Regions from separate parts of the Mus musculus genome. Here regions 2, 3 and 4 are each linked to region 1. A link is a contact called in public Hi-C, HiChIP or PLAC-seq and promoter capture Hi-C data. All regions are on one chromosome and are shown on one strand. Each heading gives the region's core, a stretch centred on a gene start, on an enhancer-like site or on the middle of the called end of the contact. The rest is flanking DNA. Distances are from core to core; before and after follow the strand shown.

Region 1 (3,105 bases), core at 255-2,754:
GGGGCTGGGCTGGGAGGGTGAGTGAGCATAGAGATGAACTGTCTCTGACTATTTCTGTAGAATAACCAAAGAGTGAAGAAGAGGTAGAAGAAGAAGGGATACACAGTTGGGTTTCAGAACAGGTAAGCTGCCAAAAAAGGCTCAGTATACCAGAGTTAAAGTCGATTATAAAGGTAGAATAAACTGTGATTTCAAATTGTAGAACTTTTTCTGTTTATTCTGGGCCTGTCTAACATAGTTCAGTGAAACCTTATTTCCACACTATTTTTGTGCCTTGGGGGTAGGTAAGCGCTCTACCATTGAGCTATACTCCAACTTTCCATACACACACACACACACACACACACACACACACACACATACACACACACATTATTATTATTATGTTAGCTTGTTTTTTTTTTCTTTTGAGGCAGAGTTTCTCCTCATAGCCCTTGCTGCCCTAGAACTCACTCTGTAGACCAGGCTGTCCTTGATCTTTGAACTCAGAGAGCTCCCTGCCTTTGCCCCCAGAGTGCTGGGTTTAAAGGTGTGTACCACGGTGCTCAGCTAATTTTTTTATTGTAGTGCGCGCACGCTCGTAGAACAGTAGGAAATTTTCTCCTTCCATCATGGGCTTCATCTTGGCAGCCCCTCTCCCCCTCCCCCACCTTTGACATGGGGTCTCTAGTCTGGCCTTAACCAAATAGGACCCTCCTGTCTCAACCTTCTGGATGTGGGATTACAGGTATGAGCCATTCACGTCTGGGCCTCCATATATTTTTAAGAAATGGAGGAAAGCTTGTACTGAGACCTACATAGGAAGTTTTGGGCGCTCCAGAGGTTGTAGTGTGTTTCCCTAAGAATGAAAGAGCATAATGGTGGAATGGAGTTGGATCTAGAAGTTTGATCTCATTTCTGAACCATATTTCTTTTGAAATCGCTCGAGGGTCAGACTTTGGGGGTGATGCCCCGGTTTAGAGGCAGCCACCCCTTTCTCTGCATGGGGAAGTGTACAGCGATCTCACTTAGAGCGCCACATGGGGCGTCTGAACCACTCCCATACTTCCGCCAATCTCAGCCTGTGAACAATGCGTCCCATTCTCTAACCTTCCTGCCTTTCTTGTTTCGGGTGAGAGAGAGAAGTGAAGTTTGGGTGGGCCATGGAGGGAGGACACATGGGGAGAGGTCTGTGCCACCAGTGCTCTGTACTTGGTAACTTATTAGACTCTCTGGGGTTTCAGAGAGCACACCCAGTTAGTTAGCTGTCCCTTCCTCTGGGCCTCCTGTCCCGGGGCAGAGCTGACAAAGGAGATTCCTGATCGAGCACCTTCTTATCACAGAAAGTGCTGAGCCAGGAGCTCCTAGCTGCCCCTTTCGCAGATATGAAAGGCCTGTGAACCTTGGACCCAGAGGGTTGCTTAACGCTCCTCTCCCTTTTCCTCACCCCTTCCTTTCCTAGCTCCCTCACCTCCTCCTCCCTTCTTGACCTGACTTAAATCCGGTAGGCGTTTGTCTGGGTTTCCCTCTTACTGCTGGAGGAAGGAGGAGCTGTCAGATCTCTGTTCTTGGAGGGTGTGTGTGCCTCTTTGTCTCAGAGACTGCGGCTGGCCATTGCTGTGGGAACCTCCTTATATCCAGAGCCAGGGAGTGAGTGTGCCCCACCCTGTCCCCTTGCTAAACCCTCTGCTGTTCTCTGTCTGTCCAGTCACTTCCTCGAGCTACAGAGCCTCTGGCTGTAGTGTTTCGCCATTTGTCTGATTGCTTTCCTATTTTGTGCAGCTGTCTCTAGCTCTGTATTTCAGGGCATCTGCTGTCTGGCCTTAGCTCTTTCTTTTCCTTGGTTTGCTTTGATATGTCTCCAGCAGTTCTATGGTGGGTGTCTATGGTGGGTGGGCAGCCACCACCCACTGCCTCCAGTCATCTCTGGTTTCTGCTGTGTGTTTGGGCCACCCTTCTGAAAGATCATTCCTACTTTTTGGCTGGTGTGATGTGAGAGATTTGGCAGCAGGAGGCCTGGGATGCTAGAGGCTGGGACAGGTATCTGGGAATGGAAAAGCAGTACAAAGCGAATCAATCTCCTGTCTTTTTTTTTTTTTTTTTTTTTCTTTCCAGGATGGGTGGGGCTGCTTGGGCTTTGCCAACATCTAAGATGCCAGCTGACCATTTGTTAATGGCTATTCCCGAGCAGGGAGGTGGCTGTGCATCCGTAGCAGGAGCGCTTTAAAAGCTTCAGCCCAGCACACAGACTCCTTAGGGGAAAGAACAGCAAATCAGCAAAAAGAGGATCTAGCGAATCAGTTGGTTTCAGGGTTGGTTCCTCATACAGGCATCTCAGCGCAGGGACATTTGAAACTGAAATCAGAGGGGAGAGACTTTGGGGGTCAGGGGGAGGCAGAAAAAAGTTTTACCAAACTGCCTCATTCATGCCTGTCCTGTGTCATAACAGGTTGAGGGTTCAGCTGTCTGATAAATAAGGTATGCTACATCCTAAGGCTAGCATGTTTTCCCCTTTTGTGGGGGAAAAGCCAAGCCGGGGTCATTTTGACATGCCTTGGGTGTTGCGGGGAGACAGAAGTGAGGAGGGTGTCTGGACTGGTGGGTGCTGACTGCCTTGGGCCCTGTGGTGTGGGAGGGAGAGATTCTGCAGTGACCAACACAGCCTTCTTTCTTCCTTAGAGGGCAATGCGAGCAAGCTGGTGAAGGTCTTCCTTCTCTTCGCCATGGTCAACAGCACCAAGTATGAAGTGGCTGCTCAGCACGAGGCCGACGATGGCTCTGCTCTCGGGGATGGGGCCAGCCCAGTGGCGGAGCAGGTCAAACTGAAGAAGGAGATCTCCCTGCTTAATGGCGTGTGTCTCATAGTGGGGAACATGATCGGCTCCGGCATCTTTGTCTCCCCTAAGGGTGTGCTCATGTACAGTGCCTCTTTTGGCCTCTCACTGGTCATCTGGGCTGTCGGGGGCATTTTCTCCGTCTTTGGGGCCCTTTGTTACGCTGAACTGGGTACCACCATTAAGAAATCCGGGGCCAGCTATGCTTATATCCTGGAGGCCTTCGGGGGATTCCTTGCGTTCATCCGCCTCTGGACTTCTCTGCTCATCATTGAACCCACCAGCCAGGCCG
Region 2 (3,105 bases), core at 291-2,790, 400 kb before region 1:
TCTGTAGAAAATACATGTTCCTACATTAAACAGTCCTTCCGTTCACATGGTACTCATATGGTACGATTTTTTTTTCTAACAGCAATTTTTGCATAATTTAAATATATATCCAAACAAAAGTTATTTTGTGGGGTTGGAAAAAAAAGTTTATTTCATGGGTGGAGCGAACATGTGCCACAGGCAAGTGTAGAGGTCCCAGTTAACTTCTGAGAATTGTTTCTCTCTTCCCTCCATGTTGATTCTGGGAAGTATGAGCTCTACATAAATGGCAACTACTTTTACCCATTGGGCCATCCTGTTGGCCCACTTTGTAGGAGTTGTTTATTTGTTTTGTTTTTTCAGACAGGGTTTCTCTGTGTAGCCCAAGCTGTTCTGGAATTTGCTCTGCAGACCAGGCTGTAGGAGTTTTTTTTAATGAAGAAACTGACATTTGAAAACAGCCCTGGGCTCTAAAAACCACAACAAAATATGTTGGATATGCTAGTTAATATTTATTAATTAGCATAATATAATTGATCGACTTTTATAAATAATACATCTATAAATATAATTCTTAATATAAATTAATATTTAAGCTGTTAAAATAAAACAAGTTTCTTCCTCGCTATCACAATCCTCTCTGAACAATTCATTTTTAGAGTGCCAGTTTATGCAGAGGCTTACAAAGTCAATGAGGTTACTTTGCACCCCATCTTTAGAGATTCTGCCACTTAGCCAGTGAAGTGGCATGCACTTTCAGTCCAAGAACTTGGAAAACAGAGGCAGGTGGACCTCTGAGATTTCAAGGCCAGCCAGAGTTAGATAGTAAGACCCTGTGTCAAGAAATAAAACAAAATGAAATAAAAATCTGCCGTTTAAGATTTATGATCGATGGAGCTGGAGAGATGGCTCATCGGTTAAGAGGGACAAGGGTAGGGTGACTTGAGTTTGATACCTGGGGTCCACAGGTAGAACAGATTCCCACAGGCTGCCCCATGCCTTCCACGTGTGCGCCACGGCAAGCGAACCACCACCCGGTAACTATTCGCATGCCCCACACTCAACTACACAAATAAATGTAAAATGTTCTTTAATTTACTAAATGGTAGGGTGAGGTGGCGTAGGACGTTAATCCTGGCACTTGGAGGGCAGACGCAGGCAGACTGACTGTGAGTTGGAGGCCAGCCTGGTCTACACAGTGAGTTCCAGGGCAGCCTGGGGTATGTAGTGAGAACCTGTCAATGAATGAATGAATGAGCAAATAAATATCTAAATAAGCCGTCCCCACAGCACCAAGCTGGGGGTGGGGGTGGGGGTTCCAGTCGCGGCTACACTTAAGTGGTAAGCGGCCATGCCTGGCTTGGGTAAGAGGCCGCCAGCCTTCACGCGGCCTCCAGCTCGACCCTTTCTAGCTCGTGCCCCTACCAGCTTGGCAGCCGGGTTCCAACGTTTCTGTTCTCAGACCATCCGGTTCTCTCCCTCACGAGGCACAGGAAACGGCGGGAAAACAAGCAGCCTCCGCCCAGGGCACGGCCACCAGGTTCGAAGCTGCGCACGCCAGATTGAACCAGCACGCGGTGGGGGCGGGGCGGGGCGCTGATCCTCCTGCGCAGCCGCAGAAGCAGCCAGGCCTCGACAGACAGGTGGGTCCTACGGTGGCCTGATAAGTCCAGGAGGTCTTCGAAGCAGCCCCTTGTTACCTACCATGGAAGCAGAGAGGGAAAAATGAGCCTATTAATGTTCCAGCAAACGACCCCCAAAACAAAAAGAAACGGAGTCGCAAGGCCATAGAAGCTTTGGCATAATCTAAAATGAAATAGAAATAATGGCAGCTTTAAAAGTACAGCATTGCGGGGCATGATAGCACACGCCTTTAATCCCAGCACTTGGGAGGCAGAGGCAGGCAGATTTCTGAGTTCGAGGCTAGCCTGGTCTACAAAGTGAGTTCCAGGACAGCCAGGGCTATACAGAGAAACCCTGTCTCGAAAAACAAAACAAAACAAAAGTACAGCATAAATTCGAAATAGAAAAACTAAGAAGTTGTTATGTGGATAGAGGCTGATTGGCTATAAACTCACAACAAACAGACCTCCAGAAAAAAAGTTTAGCTTTTTGGGGTTGTTTGTTTGTTTGTTTGTTTGTTTGAATAAATGAACCCAGCCCTGGCGGTATGCTTGGGAGGGTGAAGACGGAGGATGGAAGATCTCAGCTTCACCCCTGCCTAGTTACAACCTGTGATACTCAAGGCCCTATACTCAAAAAAGAAAAGAAAAGGGGAGCAAAAGGAGATGGGAAGAGAAGAAAAAAAAAACGATAAAAAGGAAAGAAAATAAACATTTCCACTGCGCTGGTTGTCGGTGTTTCTTTTGTTTTTAGGTCAGCTTGGTCTAGATAGTAAGCTCCAGTCTATCCTGGGCTACATACAGCAAACCCTGTCTCTAAAAATTAAAGAAAAAAGATGAAAACCAACCAAACAAGAATAACCTATGGGGAGAAAACCCCATATCTGTGTGTGGAAACACACTTTATTTAAATGCTAAAGTATAGAGCACCTATAAGATTTTAGAAACATGTAATTTTAGAAGCGTAACAATAAACATACAGAAGCCTGCTAGTGGTGGCCACGCCTTTAATCCCAATAAAGGGAATCACTCTTGTTCACCTCCAATAAAGAGAGCTGTGTCACTGAACACTATCTCCCGAGAAGCCTGTTTCTCCCACATCTAGATGACCAAGTTTCTGTCTAACCCACCTGCATGGTAAGCTTCTTTCCCTCCTGTCCAGCCCTGTGTGCAAAGGTGCCTTTGCGCACACCTGAGGGCAGAAGCAGACCCAGGCCAGCATCACCTCTCCAGCATCCCTCTCAACAAAACAACAAACAAAAAACATTTCTGCTTAAAGAGCACACATAAAAACCCAGTGGTGGGGGGCAAAACCCACCATAGGTGAAATTTGATGCTAAGTGACAAATTGTGGAATCCACTTATATAATACAAGGCTAATACGTTTAAAATACAGGGAGCTTTTAAAAATGTTAACAACATTATAAAACTTGAATCAAATAGATGAATGGTTAGTCCCTAGAAAAGAATAAAAATGACATGTAAGGACTGGGAGTCCACCTCA
Region 3 (3,105 bases), core at 444-2,943, 370 kb before region 1:
GAGAGATTCCCAAATCCATCACACACTAAGCCTGCGCCATCTAAATGGAAACGACAAAGTATCACTGAAAGAACTCACATTTGAGAAGCAGAAAGGTTTTATCCCTTGATGTTGCGATCTGGGCAGAAGTCTTCAAATTGGATTTGCTTAATAATGAAACCATCAAATGTCCCCGTGTGCTTCCTAAGCTTGTTTAAAAAAAGACCAGAGACAATTCACTTTCCTCCATGTCCCCTCACTTCCTCCCTGGGAGTCTTGTGCTATCTAGCCCAACCTTGTCTGTTTTCTCTGTTGAAAATGATTTACACGATCCCCCACTCTCTTCTCTTTTTGCTGAGGCTTTCAATCTGCTGTATCTTAGAGCAGCAAAAGGAGAAGGAGTTGAGATCTCAACCTTTGAAACCTCTTGATACTTGCTGAGTAGGGTGAGCAAGGGGCAGGCGGGAAGGGAGACCGTTCATTGTCTGGACTTTACCCTATCCGGAAGAGCCGTTCTAGATAGCTTAGCCAACCCCATTCCTAAAGGGCTTAACTTTTTTATTTTCTTGAAAAGTCCAAGTTTTTTAGTGTTTTTCTTAAAAAAATGAGTGAAGCCAAATTTGCGTAATTAGTGGTCAGATTGGGGAATTTAGTTTGTCTTATTGAGACAGAATTTCACTTTGGACCTCTGGCTAGCCTTAAACTCAAGGAGATCTGCCTGCCTCTGCATCCCAAGTGCTCGGATTAAAGATGTGTGTGCCACCAGGCCCTTTGGAATTTTATTTTTTAGACTCATTTTAAAATCAAATCATTTTGTATAGACTATGTAAAAAAAAACTTTAGTTTTTCAGCATGGTCTATAATATTGTTTCATGGTTGTTTTGTTGTTGTTGTTTTCTTCAAAGCACTTTACAGTTAGAAATAGACACAGTTCTTGAGGTGGAGCAACTGTTTTGAATTACATTCTTCAAGGAAATGGGGGTGCAATGTTAATATTCTTAACCATTACCATTCTTAGCATCAACACGTCTGTTTCATGATCGGTGAGGGGCTCACGACCTCCTGTCTGAAGTTCAAATAATTTGTGATAAAATATTAGGGGTCATGGGGCAGGCCAGAATCCTCCTTATCCTGCTTCGGAAAAACGTTGCAACTACCCCATATTCTTCATAATTTTATTTAGCTTTCATGACAGTCCCTAAAAGAAACTCTTCAGCTTAAAGTTCTTCCACATTGCCCCCCCCCACACACACCAAAACCACCCCCTATTTCATGAAACAGCTTGATGGCAATATCTCTGCAGCTTTCTCGACCTTGTCCTCAAATGATCCACACCTAAACATCTTAGTACACTGGCCAGTGTGTTTCTGAAGGCATTAGAAGCCCGCAGAACCGTGTGCCCTTATAGAGTTCACAAATGCTGTGCGACCTGAGATGAAGCCTTGGCTAGTGACTTCCCCCTGCGGCCCACCCTTCCCTTGCTCCCACTATGAAAAGAAAAGAAAATGTTTTAAGCCCCTTCCTCCGTGATCTTTGGGGGTAGGGGGTACTAATAATTAAATAGAAGAAGAGGGAGGAGATGCGGCTTAAGGATGGAGGAGGTGGGGGGCGGAGCCTCGGTCCGCAAATAAACGCCGCAGCCGAAAGGGAAGCACATTCGCGAGCGCAGCAGCCACCCTGCCCTCACAGATGGAGCGATCTGCGGAGTGAGCACGGAGCTCGGAGCCGACAAGGGCGAGAAGGAAGGGGCGACCGCAGCAGGTGGAAACCTGATCCAGAGCCGGCGAGCAAGAAAGTACCTGAGCACGGCTCCTCCTCCGCTCCCTCAGCTAAGAAGAACTACTTTTACCCTCATCGTAGAAGAGACTTAAGGGAAGGTGGAGGCGATCTGTTTCATTAGGAGGGCTGCAGGGAAATCCTGACCAGAGCAAGCCGCCGCCCGGTACACCGAGCAGAGCGATCCTGGGCTTCTGAAGATAAACGCTTTCCGGAGAATTCCAGCTGGAGTCGCTGGTACAGTTCTATTTTTGTATTTATATATATATATATTCTTTGCCTTCCATTTAAAAACACGGCCCTTGTTTGTTAGGCAGTGACACGTGTGACTCTCATTTGCTGTCACTTTTAGAGGGTAGGAGCGCACTCTGTTTTCGGAAAAGGGCGTTCTAATTGGAAACTCTGTTTTTCCACATATCTATACGTTTACACGCACGAGCGTTTAGAAAAAGACTGCTCTTTTTCGCTTTGGGTGGTCGGAACCCTACGGAGAAAGATGGAAAAGGGAGCCCGCCAGCGAAACAACACCGCGAAGAACCACCCGGGTTCTGACACCAGCCCTGAGGCCGAGGCTAGCTCGGGAGGGGGCGGAGTAGCCCTGAAGAAAGAGATCGGATTGGTCAGCGCCTGTGGTATCATTGTAGGTGAGTCCAGGTCCTTTGCGGCCCCCGGCGCCATCCCACCCTCTCTCCGGGGGTCCTTCGAGGGACTTTAACCCCGCCAAAGCCTCAAAGGCAGCTTTGCTTTGTCTGTGACTTGTGTTGTCCAACTGCACCGGTCAAGTCGGAGCTATGGAAGTGATGTCTGTCATACATCGCTTCAGCCAAGCCAGGCTGAGCTGTTCTCTCCTTAGAATAGAACAAACAAGAGTCAGGAACCATACAGGCTCTGCGTCCCAAGTATTGCCTGGGAATTTATTAGAAGTGTAACAAATTCTTTCCGGCTTGTCACTAGGCAGTTCTGATCCAGGAGAGCCTAATTCGGGCTGACACATGGATTTTTAACTAGCTTCTGTGCAGCCACCCTCTGCAGGCTGTGAATCTGTGTTTGAAGCATATTTAGTATTATGTTGTCTTATGTTATGAAGCACTGTGGTGTGTAATGCCTCGAATAGTAAAAAAACAGTAATAAAAATGCTTTATAATCATGGTTCTTCATAGGCTGGCCCATCCTATGAAGCACTTGTGAAACAGATGTGACAGCCGAGCTGTCTCAGATGAGGAAAATATGGAAGGGAGAACCAGCTGACTTGACTGTGTTCTTGAAATGGAGTTTTCCAGGTTTTTTTGTTTTTGTTTTTTTGTTTTTTGTTTTTTTCTGGTTACCTAGTTGGGGGCGCCTGTCTGTTAA
Region 4 (3,105 bases), core at 181-2,680, 280 kb before region 1:
TCAAGTGACCTGAAACCACCTGTAGCTTCAGCTCCTGATCTGAACTTTGAACTCTGTGAGACAGGCACATACCCATAGACAGACACACATATACACAAAATAATAAAAACAAGCCAGATGGTGGGGAAGCCCTTAATCCCAGCACTTGGGAGGCACTCACAAGCAATCTCTAGTTCATAGCCAGCCTGGTCTACAGAATGAGTTCTAACACAGCTAGGGCTACACAGAGAAACCCTGTCTTGAAAAGAACCAAACACATAATAAGGAAAGGCAAGCAGCTGAGGCAACCTGGGTAGTAAAGAAAGAAATGATCAAAACCCACACAGAAAACACATCTTGCTTGCTCTCTCTCTAAAATTAAAGTGTGCAGCTTTTTAAACTTTGGTACAAGCAACTGGCCCTAACAGTTTGTTCCACAGTTACACAAGTGTGTGTGTGTTGGAGAGACATGATGCAAGAACCCTCTGTGCAATGCGTACACAGTCTCTGAAATCTGTTTTAAAAAATTTATGTTCTATGACCCCCTTATTAAATTCTGTACCACACCAGTAAACTTTAGAGCAGGCTAAGTCTTGTCTCAAATAAGGTAGCAGAAAATCAGAAGCCACACTAACTTTTTTCAGGTTCTGAAAAAAAAAATGCCTTTGCTTTCTTGACTTGGCCTAAAAAGTGTGCTATTGATGCACATCTCTGAACAGTTTTCCTTAATGGTTTATACCTGCAAGTGCCACTGACTTTGCATTATGTGTGCAAATGTAAGCCAACTTATTCCAAAATGTTTCCGTCCTACAGTTTGTTTCTCCAACAACGAAAACCTTCACCTCTCTATGACCGTAATTACTACTGCTGTTCCTACCTCTTCAAGTTGGAAGATTTGTATCGACAAAGAATAGAATCCCTAAACGTAAGTTCTAAGTCCCGGTTCAGGGTGACTGCCAGTTTCAAAGTGGCTCTACAGGGAGAAGTTTCTCCTAAAACTTCTCTTTTTCAGAGAAAGGTAATTTTTAACCCAGGGTCTTGCTACATGGCTTCCATGGTTATTGTCATTAATAAACTCAAAAGACCTGATTTTTCTTTTTCCCACGTAGGAAGCCGCAGGTCTCTCATTCCTTAGCCCCACAGGACAAAGTATTTCTTACACAGAATGGCCGGGATATAGAAGATGGAAGCAGGAGGGGTCCCCAAAAACCTGCAGACACCAAGTCTCATCTGGCCTAGGAGAGACTTCTTTTCCTCTTACCTTCCTTTTCCCCTTGGAAGACGCCCAGAGATCACAAGAGTCCTTCAGCTCCTGCTCCAACTCTCCGAGCCTCTTCCATGTTTCCTGAAAACCCGAAGCAGAGCCAGCCCCCAGTAACCCACGCACTTCCGGTCCGGAACCAGCCCCAAATACCCAAGTGCCCCAGCGCCCCGGCCCCCAGGTCCGGAGATAGCCGAATATCTCCGATTATGGGTATGCCAGATTCGAGGGCTTCCGAAGAGATTCGATTCAAAGCCCCGGCAAGCCGAAAACAAACGAGCCTGAAAGCCAGATGGGAGGGGCCAGCCGCTAGGTAGATGGAAAAAGCCGATTGGTACCGATGTGGGGACGGAAACGACCGAACAGCTCCGGAGAAACCCGGGGAATTCTGAGCGGTAATAGAGGGGTAGACTATGGCAGTGGGCGGGGCCAATCCGGTCCGTTCGAAGGGCGTTGGCGGAAATTACCGAAGATGCCCGAAGCCGTCGGGACGGACCCGAGTACCTCACGCAAGATGGCGGAGCTGGAGGAGGTGACTCTGGACGGGAAGCCTCTTCAGGCTCTGCGGGTGACCGACCTGAAGGCCGCACTGGAGCAGCGAGGCCTAGCCAAGAGCGGGCAGAAGAGTGCCCTGGTCAAGCGGCTCAAAGGGGTGAGAAGTCAGCGTTGCCGAGGTGTCGGAGGGGAGCGGACCCGGTAGAGACGAGTCTCCGCCGCGGCGCAGGCGCAGTGTCCGGGCTCGGCGCGAGCTCTCTCAGGCCGCCAGCGCGAGCCTGCAGATCCACGCGCACGGTGGTTGGTGTGGCTGGCGCTGGGATAGAGATAACGCCGGTTCCCGCCTTAACGGCAGCGGCGCGAGCCCAAAATGGGAGGGTGCGCGCTACTCTCCCGGAGTGTCTTAAGCTCCTTCCTTCTTCCCCCACCCCCTCCTTGTTTGTGTCTGTGTTGTCGGCGCATGCGCTGCAGAAGGAGTTAAATCCCTCTACAACCACCGGTGTGGCTGGCCTTAAGGGGGCGAGCAGGGCTGGGTCCGAGTTAGGGATACAGTTGGGCGGATGGGGTTGCTGTCTATGTCTGCAATAGGACATTTGTGATAGGGTAAAAAATGTCCGCTCGACTAGATTAAGTGAAAGGAAACCTTGATAGAAAGACTTGGTCAGAGACGGCTGTCTAATTTATAGGGAATCGAGCAGCAGTCTGGATAAGTATTTGGTGGCTATTGGTACGAGAGGTGAGACAGATTACTTTAGGCTGGGGATTTTGTGTCGGTTTGAGTAGTGAGGGTGAGCTTGTCGGGAGGTACACATACTGTGTATCGCTTTGGTGTAAATGGAGGGAAAGAAGGTGAGCTGAACTAGTGTTATTAGAGTTCATTAGCATACGTGACTCGTAATACTGATGGGGACTCTGGGTCAGTTCAGGGTTTGAGTTGACAGACCGTTGCTTATCCCGAAGCTGACAGTTTGTGGGTGGGTGTGGATTAGGTCAGACCACTGGTTACAAGGTCTGTGGTTAGTTTCCCTGTGAAATTTTTAATACATTTTATTTGTCCGGGTGTTACACTGCTGGAAGTTGTGCAAGTTCAGTTAAGTAGTTGTAGTTCTGAAAAACTAATCAAATAATAGTCAAATCCAAATTAGCCTCTTGTTGGTTTTATGTGATTTGAAACTTGTTCTGAGTACTTGGAATTTTTTTTTTGCCTGTATTACCGGATTTAGAAGTGGCTCCTAGTCAAAATTGCAGACAATAATAGAGATTCTAGTTCCGATTCTGTCATTTTTGCTGATTTTTGTGACATAGCCAGGTCACTGATTCTTTGTGTGCCTGTGTTTTACATTTGGGAGCAGTAACCATGGCTACCTTTA

What was found. A called contact is a pair of places that touch in the nucleus more often than the background predicts. HiChIP or PLAC-seq counts read pairs in DNA pulled down with a chosen protein or histone mark. Capture Hi-C pulls out chosen DNA fragments and counts their contacts.
Region 2: a contact with region 1 is called in a Hi-C map of embryonic stem cells, with 2.3 times the contacts expected there. The contact joins the promoter of Rnf212b here to the promoter of Slc7a7 in region 1. A contact is called at or near these places in 1 of 484 Hi-C or Micro-C datasets (embryonic stem cells) and 1 of 9 other capture datasets (adipose tissue).
Region 3: a promoter capture Hi-C map of pancreatic islet shows a contact between it and region 1. The contact joins the promoter of Slc7a8 here to the promoter of Slc7a7 in region 1. A contact is called at or near these places in 2 of 9 other capture datasets (adipose tissue and pancreatic islet).
Region 4: an H3K27ac HiChIP or PLAC-seq map of epiblast stem cells shows a contact between it and region 1. The contact joins the promoter of Acin1 here to the promoter of Slc7a7 in region 1. A contact is called at or near these places in 3 of 39 promoter capture datasets (cranial neural crest, frontonasal cranial neural crest and pre-B cells), 3 of 115 datasets of contacts at active chromatin or transcription factors (epiblast stem cells, extraembryonic endoderm stem cells and trophoblast stem cells) and 2 of 9 other capture datasets (adipose tissue and liver).

What each region holds. Positions count from the first base shown.
Region 1 is chr14:54,408,602-54,411,706 of GRCm38.p6, reverse strand. It overlaps Slc7a7 (solute carrier family 7 (cationic amino acid transporter, y+ system), member 7), which reads left to right and starts at 1,504. Exons shown (of 10, transcript NM_001379499.1): 1 at 1,504-1,629; 2 at 2,659-3,105. The coding sequence starts at 2,703.
Region 2 is chr14:54,812,585-54,815,689 of GRCm38.p6, reverse strand. It overlaps Rnf212b (ring finger protein 212B), which reads right to left and starts at 1,540. Exons shown (of 15, transcript NM_001370899.1): 1 at 1,405-1,540.
Region 3 is chr14:54,780,474-54,783,578 of GRCm38.p6, reverse strand. It overlaps Slc7a8 (solute carrier family 7 (cationic amino acid transporter, y+ system), member 8), which reads left to right and starts at 1,693. Exons shown (of 11, transcript NM_016972.2): 1 at 1,693-2,399. The coding sequence starts at 2,252. It also overlaps a transcript of Rnf212b not described here.
Region 4 is chr14:54,685,256-54,688,360 of GRCm38.p6, reverse strand. It overlaps Acin1 (apoptotic chromatin condensation inducer 1), which reads left to right and starts at 1,430. Exons shown (of 19, transcript NM_023190.3): 1 at 1,430-1,892. The coding sequence starts at 1,581. It overlaps 1700123O20Rik (RIKEN cDNA 1700123O20 gene), which reads right to left and starts at 2,190. Exons shown (of 2, transcript NM_021437.2): 1 at 1,241-2,190.